Linked DNA regions of Mus musculus: all the other regions are linked to region 3. A link is a contact called in public Hi-C and HiChIP or PLAC-seq data. All regions are on one chromosome and are shown on one strand. Each heading gives the region's core, a stretch centred on a gene start, on an enhancer-like site or on the middle of the called end of the contact. The rest is flanking DNA. Distances are from core to core; before and after follow the strand shown.

Region 1 (3,306 bases), core at 435-2,934, 280 kb after region 3:
TTCCATAATATGTAAAATAAAATTTAAATAACAAAACGATTGTGTCTGTGTGGGCATGTATGTCACAGTGTATGCGTGGAGTCTGTTTCCCCACATGAATCAAACTTCAGTCTTCAGGCTTGGCTGTGGGTATCTTTACCCACCAAGCCACCTTCCTGGGCTGATAGTACTCTGAACTCTCCAGTGCAAGTGGTGGGAGATCACAGGCTAGTAGATACTTGATCGCACTACCTCATAGGAATGGGGTCACTTTGGAATCAGTATCCACTAAAGTAGTAATGCTTTGGCTCTTTGTAGCCACCAGCGGTCATGGGTTACTGGTTTCCTGAAAGAAAAAATGGGGTTGATGGGAAAGGCAGAGTGGGAAAATCAGAGAGAGAAATAATGAGCCAAGACACAGTTCTCTGATCAAGGCCCAATGTTTACTTATGAGTCTTAGCATATAAGGGCCAGGGGCATCTCTCCCTATGCCAGGATCTCATGGTCACTTTGTCAGAATCTGTCAGAAAAACAGGCTCAGCCTCTCAGCAGGTAGTGGCATCTTGGAGGAAACTGTATTTGTGTCAGGACAATAGACTTTACCTAGGTTGGAAGTCTCCACCCTAGGTGGGCTAGCAACTGTGGCAAACCAGGTCTGAGACAGCCTGCTCAAGGCTGAGGCAAGGGCACAATTCCTCCCTTTTTATTTATTAAAAATTAGCTGGACTGGGGCATAAAATTTATTTATGCTCCATGGTCCTGCCTGCGAATTATGGTGACTGGTGACTGTGCTTGGCTTCAGTCTGAATGTCTATACTCCTTCTGACCTGTCCCTAGGTGGGCTAACAACTGTGGCAAACCAGGTCTGAGCCTGCCTGCTTAAGACTGGGAGAGAGGGCACAGCTCTTAAATTCACAGTGGCATTTCTAGAAATTACTCCTACATATTATTGCCAAATGTGCAAAAGTCTATAAAACATCATTACTTATGTAACAGAAATCACAAATTAATAGATTTAATAATAAATTAATATATTTCAAAAATGCTACATCCAGGAATTGGAAATATATGCAGATATTATAATGATAGAATAAATATGTATGTTAGAGTGTATGATAGTTCATTGTTTTAAATTAAAGAAAGAAGATGTAGAAGGGTCCTGCATTATGACATCCTCAGTGTGACAAACATGTCCTCAGAAACTTGATCTGACTAAAAAATACAGTGATTGCTTCTAGAGAAAAGCAGGATATTTGGGCTAAGAGGGAAAGGTTTACTTTCATTTTACAATTAGTTTGGAAAATGTTTAATTGATATATTTGCTCTAAATATACAGGAAAAAAAGGAAATGCACCTAAGAAGTAAGACTGGAAGAAAGGAAGAGGTTGCAATGCGGAACACATCCAGGATCCTAACGGACAGGACTCATCTGCACTAGAGGTTCCCAGGGTGCAAAGAGCAGGCAAGTTTGTAATGCTAAGATGTTCTAATTTCTTCAATCAATTAAAAAATGATGGTGTGTGTGTGTGTGTGTGTGTGTGTGTGTGTGTGTGTGTGTGTGTGTGTATGAAGGTATCATTTCTCCAGTGGTTTTTGTTGTTGTTGCTGCTGTAGTTCTTTTGTTTTTTGAGACAGGTTCTCCCCTGACTTGGTACTTACCAATTAGTCTGGACTGTTTACTGACTGAGCAGCCTCGGGGACTCTGCCTGTCTCGAGCTCTTCTGTGGTGAAATTGCAAGCATGTGTTACCATAACTTCTTCTTGTGTGGGTTCTTGTGTTCAAAGTCAGGACTTTATGGTTGCAGGGCAGGGACATTATCAAGCTTCTGAAAAAGTTTTAAAAATAAAAACATCGAACCTGTACCTGTAACCTGTCACACCCGCTCTTGGGAATTGGAGTCAGGGTCAAAATGTTGACCCAAGTCTGAGGTACATAGCAAGGCTGTGTCTCAAGCAGACACAGCAACCACAGAGAATAATCATGTGCTTCTTACCCTAGCATTTCCTAAACACTGTGCTAGGAAACTGCCAAAGCTAAGACGTGAAAGACATTACCCAAGATCACCATGAGGCACACAGAAGATCTAGAATCAGGAATTTGGGATTCAGTCATTGACTTCTGTGTGAATCCAAGAAGTAAGAATGCAAACCAAAGCCCGGGGGATGGGGGTTCCTTCCCATGCATAAGATATGTAAGTATGAAAATGTTTTCATGTGATGAATATAAACAAAGAAAAATTTAAGAACATAAATTAAGAAATAATGAGAAAAGTAGGCTTTGAATGCTTATAATTTATGTGCAAACACAAAGAAAAAATAGGGTACAATTTTATGCAAAGTTGTACTGTAAATATTACTCATCTCCACAGAGAATCAACTCCCCCTTTCTTTGTAATTTACTGACCTGCATTTATCACACTGCCAGCAACATAAGCTTGCCAGCTAAGCTCCTCCAGCCCAAAAGCAGGACTCTGTCATGGTGTCCTATCACCAGAGGATACTCCATGCAGTTAGAGGATCTTGAAGAACTATATTATAATTTATGCCAAATGTCATATGTCAGTCCCAGAAAATTTGTATTTAGAGAGACTGTTGTGGACAAAGGGATCAGGAGAAATGTGTTCAAGACAAAATGGGTCAGGACCATAATAAGAGGGATACAGGCCATCATGTCTCTGCAGAGGGCTTGGCACTGAGTCAGAAGGTCTCTCAGTTCCATGGTACAAGGGAGCTCATCAGAGTCTAGAGGGTCAAAGCTGAGAACACTAGGCAGAGGCAGTGGGCATCTGCAGTGCGACAGTGTTTGCAGAACATTGCACATATGAGCTCATAGCAGCTATGTCTAATGCGTGCCTTTCCCCTCCACAAGGACTCATGCCGTTGTATGTGCACGTGAGTGTGTGCCTGTGTGTGCGTGTGCATGTGTGTGTGTGCATGCATGTTCACAGGTGCTGACAGAAGCCAGAGGAATGAACAGAATCCTCTGTAGTGGGAATTTCGGTGCTATGAGCCACCTACTGCGGATACTGGGATCTGAGTTCCACTCTTCATAATTGGACAGCAGCAAGCACTAACTGCTGAGCCATCTCTCCGTCCCTAAATTTGTTTTTAATTAAAAGAGCTTGGAAGTTCTCAGCAGTTCTCAATCTGTGGGTTGTTACCCCACTGGGGATCTCACATTAGATATCCTGCATATCAAATATGTATATTACAATTCATAATATTAGTAAAACCACAGTTATTAAGTAGCAATGAAACATTTTTTTCCATTGGAGGTCATCAATAACACGAGGAACTATACAAAATGGTTGCAGCATTAGAAAAACT
Region 2 (3,394 bases), core at 833-3,332, 370 kb after region 3:
GTGCCAGAATAGAGGTGTGTACACCAAGTTACCTGGTGGTTGTTGGGTTTTTGTTGTTGTTGATGTTGGTTTTTTTGTTTGTTTGTTTGTTTGTTTTTTATAAGTTTTGATGGCGGGTAAGAAGTTTTACATCATTCGATTTAGTTTGGGATAAGTGACAAAGTGCATGGAAGAGCCAGGTGGTGGTCAGCAACACAGATTAGTGACTACTGTTAGTCCTCAACATAGAATAGTTGCTTGATTTTCTGTCCCAGGGAGAGAGGTACAAGGTGCATGGTCTGATGTCTTTAGGCTGGGGGATCAGGCTTCTTAGGTCTCTGTTCTAACAGGCACTAGCATCTTGGCCTCTGTTTATAGCCTCATAGCCAATGCCATCATGTATGGGAGTGGAAGGGTAAGAGAGTTCATATGATACAAAAGGAAGCAAGAGAACCAACAGGGGCATGTGTCGTTCCACGTACAACAACCCCCTTTTAAGGAAAGTATGCACTCCCGTCAGACTTGACCCATATCTGTGAGATAGCAGCAATCTATTTATGAGGGTGGAGTCCCCATGACCTAGTTTAGTAAGATCATGTAGTAGACACATATTTATACCTTGAGAAGTAGTAGATTACAGAATACGTGACTTTCCACCTCTAGCAGAAATTACCTAATAGCTTCCTAAAACAGTTAAAAATAATTGATAAGCTATCAGAACTATTAAAATTTAACATGGCCAAACCCATTCGTTTTTCATTAATACTTGATTTTTTAAATGTTTTATGATGTTCATAAAACTTGATATCTTATGAAAACATCTGACCATCAAAGTTATGAATGGATACACATATAATTTATATTTTCATACCAAAGTCTAGTATTTCCCCTTTCCCCTTTGTATCTTTTCTCTATCTGGATTTTATTTTTGTGAATAATAGCAGATAATTTTCCTCCTTTGTGGATAGATGCTGCTCCAGAGGCATGGATGCATATTTGCAATAGATCCTTATCAACTCAGGCTCAATCCTGCTTTGCATTTTCTCAATATCTTTCGACACTCCAGTCTACAATAGTCTTGCTAAACTAAACAATGTATTGCATTTCTTGATGAATGCCAGAACCTTGTCACTAGTTTTCCACAAGTCACATTGTATGTTTTTCCCCCTAAATTGTATACCTCTTACACAAATAACACCATTCAAAATACCGTTTCATCTTCAACAGATTTTCTATTTTAACCTGGAGTTTAGTTGAACCTTGATAGGAAGAAACTTACCTTGTGCTGCTGGCTATGAGTGCATGCATTTGAACATTCAAAATATATTAGTCAACCTGAGTTTTTAACTGCTTAGCTTTGCTCTTATCATTTTATAAGATACTAGTGGTTTTCTGGGGTTGCTGGTAACAGCGAAGTTAATCAAGCACTTTGTATCGAGTGTGGCCTGGTATTGTTTTTTGGGGGGCTAGGTGGCAAGAATCAGCCCCTTCCCTTGACAGGGTTCTAAAGGAAAGGGAGACACAAGTACTCTAAGTACTCTGTGCTTTTTACTTCCTCCAGACATCCTTGTGCCCAAATAAATATGTTATCAGTGGTTTTTCGGAAGTGAACCCCTGTCCTAACATCGAATGCTGTCAGGATATCAAAGCCAGAAAACCTATGCGTTTATGCAGCATAGTTCTCTGGTAACTTCTAGAACCTTGCGGGCCTTGCTGCTTGGTTACCGCACAGAGCCAGGTGGGACCCGAGCTCGCCATCAGGTCCCGGGGTGGTCGTATCCACTTGGTGTAGGTGACCTCGCCAGGCCACATAAGAGTTCACAGGGAGCATTCAGAGGTCTCCACAGCTGCCTTCGCGCGCGTGCCACTCGCTGGGCCGCGGGATGCGAGTTGCAGGTCGCGCGTTGGGCGATGGACAAGCTTGGAGCACGCTCCCAGAGCCTTCTGTCCCCGGCCCGCCCCCGGCCCGCCTCGGCCCGCCCCCGGCCCGCCTCGGCCCGCCCCCCGGCCCGCCCCCCGGCCCCGCCCCCGCCCGGCCCGCCCAGCTCCGCACCGCAAGCACCCGGACTGCACTTCCCAGAGGCCTGAGCGGCGCGGCCTTGCGCGCCCTCGAGCTTGGCACCGCCCAGGCCGCGAGACCGCGCCCCAACCTGGCCGCCGGGCGCGCGCCTGGCTGAAGAACCTTTTTAAGTGGGGGCGGAGGCCGGATTGCGATTGCGATCGCGATGGCGAACCTGGGCTACCTGCTGTGCTTGTTGGGTTTGCTACTATGCGGGCTTTCAAGTCCCGGGATGTCCAGACCCTACAACCATGGCTCCGAGAGGCCCATCATCGGTAAGGAGGCTTGGGGCAGGTGTTGCGGACCGGTAGTCTGCGAGGCGCTCTGTTTCTCAGCGGTGCAGACCCCGCGGCGCGCTTCTCATCAATGGGACCTTATGCTGATGTCCTTCTAGAGACCTCTGCATCTGGAGGATCGGGATCCCAATGAAGGCTCAGCTCTTCGCTACTACTTGGCACCCAAAGCAGCTAGAGGCGGTCCCGTAACTTTTAGGAACCACAGTTGAGGCAAACCCAGGATTTGAGGTTTCCGTGCGGGAAAAGAATTTTAAGGACAGTCAGTGTGAACCAAGCTAGGATGTATCAGAAGTAGGAAGAGAAGAGCTCAAGTTAAGAAGGAAGCAGAGGAGAAATCGTGCTGTGGGTTTCTCAGAGAAGACTCCACCTCGGCTGACCTAGTGCTCAATTTCGTAGTTCAAGAAGTTTCCAGAGGATCTCACTCTTTATTCCTGTTCTCGTAGTCCATAATGATAATTAAGATTATAGGACGGCTGCAGAGGTGCCTTGAATAAGATAAGAGCAAGGAGCTACTAGTGTTGCACAAGGGGTTAGTATGTGTCTTTTACTGTACATGAAGTTTCCAGTGAAATATCAGAGGAAATAACAGAGAAGGGAGAAAGACCTTAAAAATGTTAGTTTACTCTTGAGTGTTAACTGGTGAGAGGATTTAGTCAGATTTCAGGGTGATGGGTGCTTTTCCTGACCTGTGTTTCCACCATTTTCCCTGCCTTTCCAATCCCAGAAATTCTGCACACAGGTAAAACTTACGTTTCTTTGCTCCAGGACATACATGAAGATACAACACACACACACACACACACACACACACACACACATACACACACACATGAAATAGGTAAGAAACTAAAGTGTGTCCTGGACTTGGACTTTGCCATTTTTAGCATCAAGTATCAACATCGACTTTGAGGATTTGAATATTCATTTTATCTCAGCCAAATCGTGACATTGTTTCTGTCTGGCATATTTATGTTTCAATCAGGGTAAAACTGGTTTGCATTCATGTCAGACATTTGATAGCATCCAAGGAGAAATCAGCCTGTAGTTAAAGTTGACAAAA
Region 3 (3,265 bases), core at 234-2,733:
GGCCAGAGAAACAGTGAAGGGGAAAGTCCCAGCCTGGCTTGCACAAGGACCTGGGTCTGGGCCCCAGCACTCACAGGGGAGGGGTTCTCCTGTTGGAGGCGGGAGGAGAGCGGGATGCTATTTATTCATTCACCCTAGGCCAGCCTGGACATCACAATTCCTCTGCCTCAGCCTGCTGACTCCTGGAAGTCGAGGCATATACCACCATACTTGAATCAGGTCTAAGTAAACAAGTAATAATAAATGACTGATGACAACTGGTATCGAAGTACTCTAGATGATCTACAGCATAAACAAAGGGTAGGAAAATATTTCCTACAACACAGTTCTAAAAGCAACCACTGGCAATTATAAGTGCTTTATAAGCACAATACTACAAAGTGTACTTCACTTCTGGACTTTAGAAAGAGGTGTTTAAAGTCTCTTAAATGATGTATGAAGAGTCAGAGATTCGAAAGCCACTTACATTTTCTGTTGTGTGTTAACAGCACTTGTTTCAAGTCCACTGTTGCTTTTCCTAATAGAGCATCTGCCTTTAAAGTGTGGTGACTCCAAACTCGGAACTCCAAGGTGGTCTGTGGGGTCACATTTCTGCATGAATAACATTGTAACAAAAATAAACATGTCATCGCTGTGTGTGCTAACTCTTCTAAGTTATTTATATTAATTATTATTTTTCTAAAACCATGAATTGAATTCAATACTGTATAAAACAGTAACCTGGATCAGAAATGAAAATAACAAATATTTTCAAATACATTGTGGCCTTGATAACTACTTTAGGATTATTGTAGTTAGCAACCACTGAGCTATGCATCACTCAGAACCTTACTGAGACCTCAGAAAATCCTCTCCCCTGGGAACACATTTCTAAACCTTTTCAGAATGGCTGACACTAGTTATAATGTTTCTACTACATTCAAATTTATACTTCATGTGCCAAATTTATACTTCAAAATGCCAAATTTAAGAATGGCTGACTTTATTTCTATTCAAAGCAATCAGAAAAAAGGCTAAGTAAACATAATTGTCTATAAAATAAAAACACAAATTACTATCCATCCTCTATGAGAAAAATGATAAAAAAAATTCTTCAGATGCAAAATTCTTTCTTAGATAAAGAAAAAAGCTTCACTACGTGAAATCTACAAAATACAAAACATAGAACATGTGATTTTTCTATTCTTACGACATGATACTCACACAATCAGCTGCTCGTCCCATTTTGGATTAGAGGAACTACTGGATTTTGCTGTTTTCTTAACTTCTCCATCTACAATGACTTCAGTATATATTGCTGTTCCAAACCAGTTCTTTTTTCTTTTTAGTTTGGCACTAGAAACTAATAGAAAATGATAATTACTGGTGAGTATATGTAAACACATAGACACACAGACACACAAACACAAACAGACACACACGAGAAACCAAAAAGACAAAAAAGAGCAATACCTACTAGAAAACCAATAAAAACAGAAGTGTCCTTCCACCTCTAGCATATATCTTAATGGCAAAAGGAGAAGATACTAATCTCTAAAACCATCTAATTTCTCAGTAGCCGACTTACTGATAAATACATCTATTAGAATAGGATGCTTCATTTTAATAGATCCAGACATGTACAAACATATCCAAATTGACTGTAAGATATTTTGTTACTTTACCATTAAGTAGTATTTTCCATTTTCCTCCATGTCCCTATTCTGTCTCTATAGATTGCCTGTTCTGAAATGTCTGTGTTGTGGGCTCTTTCACCTAACAGGTTTTCAGGTCTCATCAGTATTGTACCACGCCTCAATACTTCACTCCTTTTTCTTCTAAATACTAGTCCATTATTGATATACCACATTTTATTTATCTGTCAGTTGACAGACATTTAAATTACTTTGTAGCTGTTGTGTCTAGGACTTCCATAAACACTTATGAGCAAGTTTTGCTGTGAACATGTTTTAATTTGTCTTGGATATAATATTTCTATTATTTTATACTCCTATCAGACACAGCAGATCTGATATTTGCATATCTAGTAACATATATTGATGTATATTTTAGATAAAGTTCTCCCTATATAACCCATGCTAAACTTAAATTCACTAGCCTCCCTTGTCTTGCACGTGCAGGGGTCATTGGCATGCACTACCATACTTGGATAGTTTCTACTTTTACCTACTATTTAAATATAATTTCAAACTGTACCAAGGATTGAGAGAAAAATAAATGTCTGCATCTAGATAGTGCTCATTATATATCTGTGGTTCATTTATTAGAAATTATTTAATGTTTTACACACAAAAAAATGTTTACACAAAAAAGTAGTTTCACACAAAAAAAATGTATCTGATTACGAAAGAATTCATTAATTAAACATGTGCCATTAATGATTGCAACTGGTATAACAAACACAGAACTGTACATTTTCAGGGTAAATTACTGAGTACCAAGCAGCAAAACATGTCACAGTCCCTTCTATAACCAAGTCACTGTAACCATTCTGGATCTGAGGTGACAAAGGAAAAGACCCTGTGTCATACACATGAATCATTAAGATGAGAAAGAATACAACATAAGCTTCTATTCTACTGAGAGCGATTAGACAAACAAACCAATGACATACAAAGTGAAAGTGACTTGTCAGAGGTGAAGACTCAGAAATAATTACCCCTATTAATATGTAAAGAATAACAAAAAAGATTATAAGCTAACATTTGTTAAAAAGATAACAGAGTGCAACAATGTTCGGCATTATGTCTCAAGTGCTTCTATGAGGGTCTCCATGAAGCTCATTCCCATCCAAGACGTTCCAATTGCTCTAAGTTCACCACCAAGGGAAACTCCCCACTCAGAAGCTTTCACTCCAAATAAAAGTTATCCTTTGGATCCATACACATCCTATCTATCCACACATTGTACGTAAAGAGAAGGAAGAGAAGGCAGCACAGGATCATAATAAAAGCATACAAGTGTAATATGTCTGGGTTCATGTTTTAACTTTGCATCACTAGAATCCTGACCTGAAGGAGGTCAATTAACGGCTCTGCCCCTCCATTTTCTCACCTGAAAAACAGGGGGACAATAATACCCGGTTCTTAGGATTGGTGAGTGAAGGCATGCAAAGCACTATCAGCAGCAGCAAATCCCCGGGGTCCAACACGGTTACTGAGCCTATGCCATTAATAATGAGTTAACTGCAGACCCACTCAAAACATGCCCACAGTGTACCGGGGCAAAGTGCTTGGTAACACTAAAGCTGATACAGTAACAGACT

Evidence for each region. Hi-C and Micro-C count contacts between places; a contact is called where the count stands out from the background. HiChIP or PLAC-seq counts read pairs in DNA pulled down with a chosen protein or histone mark.
Region 1: a contact with region 3 is called in a Hi-C map of bone marrow-derived macrophages, with 39 read pairs. The contact joins two enhancer-like sites. A contact is called at or near these places in 1 of 15 datasets of contacts at CTCF or cohesin (CD8 T cells), 9 of 484 Hi-C or Micro-C datasets (the C2C12 cell line, CD8 T cells, the STO cell line and 5 more), 1 of 115 datasets of contacts at active chromatin or transcription factors (microglia) and 2 of 9 other capture datasets (adipose tissue and liver).
Region 2: an H3K4me3 HiChIP or PLAC-seq map of bone marrow-derived macrophages shows a contact between it and region 3, with 4 times the contacts expected there. The contact joins the promoter of Ggh here to the enhancer-like site in region 3. A contact is called at or near these places in 3 of 39 promoter capture datasets (hippocampal neurons and liver), 1 of 484 Hi-C or Micro-C datasets (cortical neurons), 1 of 115 datasets of contacts at active chromatin or transcription factors (bone marrow-derived macrophages) and 3 of 9 other capture datasets (adipose tissue, bone marrow-derived macrophages and liver).

Annotation. Positions count from the first base shown.
Region 1 is chr4:19,948,782-19,952,087 of GRCm38.p6, forward strand. No RefSeq gene overlaps it. Among named protein-coding and RNA genes, the nearest start is that of Atp6v0d2, 28 kb to the left of the region's middle. Within about 2 kb of position 1,685, at least 9 of the 459 cell types and tissues checked have an H3K27ac peak or open chromatin away from gene starts, as enhancers often do. A contact at or near this core is called in bone marrow-derived macrophages, where this site is marked.
Region 2 is chr4:20,039,970-20,043,363 of GRCm38.p6, forward strand. It overlaps Ggh (gamma-glutamyl hydrolase), which reads left to right and starts at 2,083. Exons shown (of 9, transcript NM_010281.2): 1 at 2,083-2,313. The coding sequence starts at 2,205. 4930598A11Rik (a long non-coding RNA gene) reads right to left here and starts at 1,935. Exons shown (of 2, transcript XR_881147.2): 1 at 1,259-1,935.
Region 3 is chr4:19,671,953-19,675,217 of GRCm38.p6, forward strand. It overlaps Wwp1 (WW domain containing E3 ubiquitin protein ligase 1), which reads right to left. Exons shown (of 25, transcript NM_177327.5): 4 at 1,204-1,342; 5 at 467-591. Among named protein-coding and RNA genes, the nearest start is that of Wwp1, 35 kb to the right of the region's middle. Within about 2 kb of position 1,484, at least 7 of the 459 cell types and tissues checked have an H3K27ac peak or open chromatin away from gene starts, as enhancers often do. A contact at or near this core is called in bone marrow-derived macrophages, where this site is marked.